2 separate regions of the Anas platyrhynchos genome follow, and region 1 is linked to region 2. Evidence: chromatin contacts called from public Hi-C data. All regions are on one chromosome and are shown on one strand. Each heading gives the region's core, a stretch centred on a gene start, on an enhancer-like site or on the middle of the called end of the contact. The rest is flanking DNA. Distances are from core to core; before and after follow the strand shown.

Region 1 (3,298 bases), core at 42-2,541, 37 kb after region 2:
CAGATAGAACACTACTTCATTTTGTAAATATTTAGTTTCATAACCCTTCTTACTGATTAAAGGTGTTGTTTCATTTCTAGATGAAAACAAAGGAATCACCTTAACTCTTCAATCAGTTTTCAGTAGAATTATTTGACTGTGCAGGAAAAACTGACCTAAAGTATAGTGTGAACTTGCACATATGATGCTTCCTTTGTCCAGTTTACCCAGGCTGAGAAGTTAAGGGTTTTTATGAGGAAACTCCATTGCTGCATTTCTCTAAATTATGGCATGCATTCCTACAGGATTCTCAAAGCCTCATTTGAAAACAGTATTTTCCAAAGTGTTGTTACAATTCGCTTTGCAGACTCATTTTATTTCTGAATTCTGTCTGGATGTTTATCGAAAGAAAAATAATTTGCTAGCCAAACAAATTATTTTCAGTCTAATAGCTTACATTCCAAAACACTCAGAATTAGTCAAATATTTTAGTATATATTTTGTATAGATAAGCATATGTATTAGTATATGTATGTTATATATACGCACGTAGATTTATATGTAAAATGTATATGTAGGTGTACATGCACATTTATGTGTATGTGTATATGTGTGTGTGTATATATGTATATAAATGTAATAGTAGCTAACCGTGGGGAGTAGGATGCTGGGGGGAGGTAGGAATATAAGAGAAGCAGCAGAAAACTAATAGAAAATTTTAATTGTTCATTTCCAGCATGCCCTATAAGATTGCCTTGTCTGTCAGTTGTGACTGGACTTGGCATAAATTTCTTGTCCCATGTACAAGGGACAAAGGTCCATGTACAAGGACCTTTGAAAAATTAGGAATTACTACTTTTGATAATAGTGTACTCTTCCCTGTAAGCAGTTGTTTACAGAGCTTCAGGGTTAGCTCTTGGCCTGATGAAATGTAGCACCGTGCACCTGAACTTTGTGCTTCTTGTTTCATCCTTTAAGCAGTGAATTCTGTACAAAAGATCAAAACTGTTGTGAACCTCTGGGCCCAGCTAATTCATCTCCCTGCCTCGAGCGTAGCCGCGGGGTGTCCCCGCTGGTTGTCTGCTTGATCCAGCAGTCAGAAGGGCCTCCTTCCCCGCCACTGTAATGCTGAGCTGCCCTGAGGGCAGCACAGGACCCTTCATCGCAAAGAAGCAAGGAGTGTGGCTACCTCGCTAGGTTGTGTGTTAGTGCAAGGACGAGGTTTCACGAAGATTAATGTCCTCGCAGTACTGAGCTCCCCTACCAGCTCTGGGGGAGTCTGTACTCATCTGTCAGGCCTGCCCTTCCTGATTACCTGACCTTGAGGCCTGCCTCAGGGCAGGCTTTGCTACTCTCTGATTGTGTCACAAAGTCCAGCTCTGAATAGGACTGGAAGCCAGCTGCTGAAAACTCATATTTGAGTTCTGATTATATCAACAGACAAATTCAGCTTCGTGAAGTTTGTGTGTGTGTTGTTATTTTCACGGCCAGCACCATTTGTTTTAATGCCTGTGAGCAAAGCACTTCAGTATATTAGTGAAAAACAAAGAGTGGGAAATTTTCAGGGCTAGTTTGTGGGCTAGGGGTACCTCACAGTGATTTATGAAAGCTCTGAGTTTGGATGTATTAAGATAGATGTGTCAATGTATGAATATTAGGCTAATATTCACAAATATGTAAGTACGCCTTGCATTTGTAGATGTAGGTATGTTTCAACTACAAGTAGCAGAAAGTGAATGGGGAAAGGCAGACTTTAGGCTAAGTCTAAAGCCTAAGAAATCTTGGCTTTCCTTCATGAAATAGTCAAAGTGGAATTAAAGACTCCTCCAATTCTAATGGCAACAAACTGAAAAATATTGAACGTTGTTTTGTCACGTAGCAGTTATCTGAACACAGAATTCTTCCTGCAAGAGGATTTCTTTCAAAGGCATATAAATATTATAGAGAGGAATAAACATCAAAAAAAAATATCAAGGGTAAGAAGTAACTCAAGAGAAACTTGCTTTGAGTTTAAGCAAATAGGTATCTTGAGGTTGTAATTTCTAATGTCTCACTGGCACTGAACAAATGCCCAAGACTAATGAATTTGAAGTGAATTTGAATTTATCACCTTTGTATTAAATTTAATAGTCTAAGCTGTCAACCTATTCACACACTGAAAATAAGAATTTATGTATTTTGAAATTTTGAACTAGTAGGGAAGTTAATGTCTTGATATTCATGGTACCACCAAATATTGAACGTTCTGGAGAACAAGGAGAACAGAGCTGACTTTTTTTCTACATTCTGTAGCAACTGGATGCCTCCACAGTTGAATTTCCTCAGTCTTTGTTGGTAAACTGCATGGGCTTAGAAAACTTTCCAAATCGTAACTGTAGGTGTCTCTGTCATTCTGCTACATGGGACTTTTCCAAATGGTTGTACCTGTAACAATGTGAACAAAATCCAGCCATTCTAAAATGGGGCAGTGGAAGGACAAAGATGTTTTTTCCTTGTGGGAGGGACTTTGATTACTGAGAAACCTCGAGATAGTTGCTTAATTTGATTTCTTTGAGTTTGTTCTAATTAAGCTCTTATACTAAAGAATGTTGGTAGCTTGGCCAGCTGAAAAGGAAAATATAATTTCAAGAGAAACATTTTTTTCTTTTATATTTTGTTTTTGGCATGGTAGTGGAATGATAGCCTTTATTGTTCATTGTTTTTATTTGAAGGAGCTTATACGTGGTGAATGAGAAATTTATATTGATGGTATCACAAAAAGTTAATATAACTTGTGGTATGTACTGTTCTTAGGTCATCTTTATCAAGAAAGTTCACATTTTGCTTCTTGGCTTACATTCCAAAGGAAGTTGTATGTTAATTCTGCCAGGCTGAAATGGCCTGTCTTGTCTTTCCTCCATCATGTGTTTCAGTATTTAGATGGAACATGTCCAAAGTCCACCCAAAGAATAGAAGGTGCATGTAAACTAAAATTTGGAAATATTTGAGACCAGGGCTTGACTGCACTTCACATGGAATGTTGTATCTGATTATATTCAAGTTTTCTTGAAGCTTTCAAATAAATGTCATGTGTTTGAATTTTGTGATAAGGTTAATTCATTTGTCTCTGAACTTATGACTGTCTTCACATGAGGAAAATGTTATTTGTCATTCTAATACATACAGAATGTGCTCACATACCATGTTTGGGTGTGATAAATAGGTATATATTGAGCAATAATGCAGATCTGTTTGCAGCTTTTGGTGTAAACATACAGGAATTTTCCATTATTGCTCTACTTTGACTCATTTACCAGGAATGACTACTTGGGAGCTATGC
Region 2 (2,955 bases), core at 147-2,646:
CACGAAAGGGAGAACATGTGATGGTGCTATACACGGGTTTATTTACAGAAACAAAGCCTGAGGTAGTTAGCCAAAGGTACCCAAACTGCTCAGACTGGCAAGCTAGCTCCCCACAGGAAACACAGGTATCTGCGCACTGAAAACTGCAGTTCCTAGCAGGGCTCAATTGCCAGTGGTGTTCCAAAACCTGTTTACTTCCTTGACTCCCTGACTTTAAAAATAGCAAAACATCTGTATGTGATCCTTCAAAGACCAGCAAAAAACCTCCCCTACCACCCTGGGGATTGCAGAGCTGTTAGTTGCCACCCTTACCACAGGTTTAGTCTGGAAATGCTGCCTTTCATCCTTGACTAGGAAAGTAGAAAACACTGACTGGTTTCTTTCTCTAACTGAAGCAATTAAAAAAATGTTTCTTGGGTACCTGACCACTCTGGGGAATGTGTTGGTCTGCTTGGAGTAATCAGGAATGAGAGTTTTGGGACTGCAGTGTCAAAACACGGACAATAAATCTTCTTCCTCTGGAACTGAATGGTCAGTCTGAGGATCCAAAGTATGGACCTAGGAGTGCAAAATGGCAGCAAAGTGCTTCCTTTACCCATAGAGACAATTCTATGAAAAATAATATGTGGCACTCCAATCTGTCCCCTAAAATTCAGTCCCTTGAGGCCCTTTTAATTTCACCAGATTAAAAATTGTGAAGTAAAACAATCCTTTTCCTCTTCTTTACTATTCTATGCTTTCAGTGACCGTACTAAAATGTCTGTTATTAGCACAGCACTGATTTTCCCTAATTAATCCTGCAAAAAGCATAAATTGGGACTGGAAGTGATTGACAATGGTAAGTAATGTTGTGCTGCTTTACCAAAATATGCAGGTGGGCAAATGTGGGGAGAAGACAAGTAAGGGTTTTGTAAAATGTGAGTAGTCAGCTGTAGTTGAGCCACTAAAACTGCAGTATGGACAGGTATGATGATAAATATCCACAAACTTATTCTGTGGTCTTGAATTTCAGGAAAACAAACAAACAAAAAACACAGGGAAAAAACAACAACAACAACAACAAAAATAACTTCCAGTATATGCTTTGCATCAGTTTTTTTAATGATTTTCACTTGATAGTCTGCATTTGTACTCAAACCCATGTAATCGTCTCCAGTGGAAAGAAACCAGCATATAAATGTTTTGTATGATGTTGACCCTCTCAGGAAAATACACTGGAGAACTGGGAAATATTTAATGTGACCCTGTAATTGGTATCTATGCTAGGAGAGCAGAATTATAAATCTGTGAGTGATTCTAACACTGATATTTCCCAATTTGTGGTTGCATGTCTCTGCAAGCCGCATGTTCTCTTTTAATGCTTCTATTCTATGTGTGCAATCCAAGGAATGACAATAGCCCTCACAGAGTTTCAGACCATGATAAGTCAGGTTAAGTATGAAAGGCATGTAAGGCCAGATACAATGTGGGTTTTCAGAAAGATTAGAGAGAGTGGGACTTGGACTAAATTTAAAACTCCTGCATTATAACCCTTAGTGTTTGCATGGCAGCTAATCAGACAGCCTGATTTTGATAACGCTGTCTCTGTGTACCTTGATTTGCACTCCTGCAGTCACTGGGCTGTGAAACCACGACTCAGGAAATAGGTGAACCTAATTAGAAGCCAGAAGGATGGCACACCAATCCTATTTGTGTTCAAGGGCACGTTTCCAGGAAATACAGCCCGAGTGGACAGAGGTGCCTCCCTGGAGCACCTGGGGCTGAGATGGGAGACTTATCAGGGTATCCGCATACGTAGCACTTCCCACCACTGGCATCGGCATCTCTCTGCTGAATATGTTGACTAAGCATTCTCGATTCAGCGTGCTGGCAGCTTTCCAGCATGACACGAGCTGGAAAATGTCTCCTATGTCCTCCACTGAAACAGCCCAAAAGCTGCATGCGGGAGTCCTGGTGTTACTCCAGAGGTGGGGATCTGGAAGTTCAGTGCTACAACAACCATTTTAAAGTCCTTTGACACAGACTGCTTTTTGTGTGTGTCACAACATATAGCACCAGACAGTCATGGCAGAAAAATACAAGGTATCTTTGGATGGCTCATAGCAAGAAAACCTCTCCAGCTGCTTTATACCTTCAATACCCAGAGTACAACTCTTCATAGTTACTGAAAGCTTATAGCTAAACTGAGAACTTCTTCTCCTTCCAAAACAGGACCTCATTAATATTTTCAGTGTGTAGATTTTTATAACACCAGTCTGGAAATCAATTAATGTAGACAAGCTCCTGCCTTCTGATCCCCAGACTCTAGACCTAATTCTTTAGGGCTTCTCCCCTTAGGTACGTGATAACCCTGTGTGCTGCTGGACTGGAATGTCCTGAATAGGAAAATGCTGAGGCATTTGCACATTTTATTAACAACCTCTGAAAAGAAATATAGTTACATGATTTTTTTTTTCCCTTTCCATTACTTGTGATGTTCCGAAAGAAGCTGCTCTATTACTAATCTCCTGAAACATATGGTTTCCTTGTCGGGGGTGGAGAGTGGGTGGGAAGAGGGAGCTGATTTTTTTACCATTTCTGAGAGCATTAATGAACACTGCTCTATGATAACACAGGCAAAGGAAGGCTATTTGTGCTGTTTATGTAGGACGCCAAATAACACAGAAACTCTCGTGTCATTAGTTGGCCTCTAATCCATCTGCTGGAAGGTGCTTTTGGTTTTCACGATGGTCACAACAGCATTGCCAGCAATGCAGCGAGAACAGTTACCCAGTTAAACTCTCTGGGCACTCAGGAAAACAGCAAGTGTGGAGTTGTTTTGCTTTTGCTTTTTTTAAAGAAAGCCTTATTACTGTAGATGTGCATGTAGCAACAAATTAGGAGACTGATTCAACTCCTCTTAAATGGAATGATTTGATGGGAAATCAAGCAGCAAAGCACGGTGATCTGACGTCT

The links. A called contact is a pair of places that touch in the nucleus more often than the background predicts.
Region 1: a Hi-C map of skeletal muscle shows a contact between it and region 2, with 1.8 times the contacts expected there. The contact joins two enhancer-like sites. A contact is called at or near these places in 2 of 8 Hi-C or Micro-C datasets (both in skeletal muscle).

What each region holds. Positions count from the first base shown.
Region 1 is chr2:68,439,025-68,442,322 of IASCAAS_PekinDuck_T2T, forward strand. All of the region lies in intron 2 of PTPN3 (protein tyrosine phosphatase non-receptor type 3), which reads left to right. Among named protein-coding and RNA genes, the nearest start is that of PTPN3, 70 kb to the left of the region's middle. Within about 2 kb of position 1,292, at least 4 of the 8 cell types and tissues checked have an H3K27ac peak or open chromatin away from gene starts, as enhancers often do.
Region 2 is chr2:68,401,440-68,404,394 of IASCAAS_PekinDuck_T2T, forward strand. All of the region lies in intron 1 of PTPN3 (protein tyrosine phosphatase non-receptor type 3), which reads left to right. Among named protein-coding and RNA genes, the nearest start is that of PTPN3, 32 kb to the left of the region's middle. Within about 2 kb of position 1,397, at least 2 of the 8 cell types and tissues checked have an H3K27ac peak or open chromatin away from gene starts, as enhancers often do.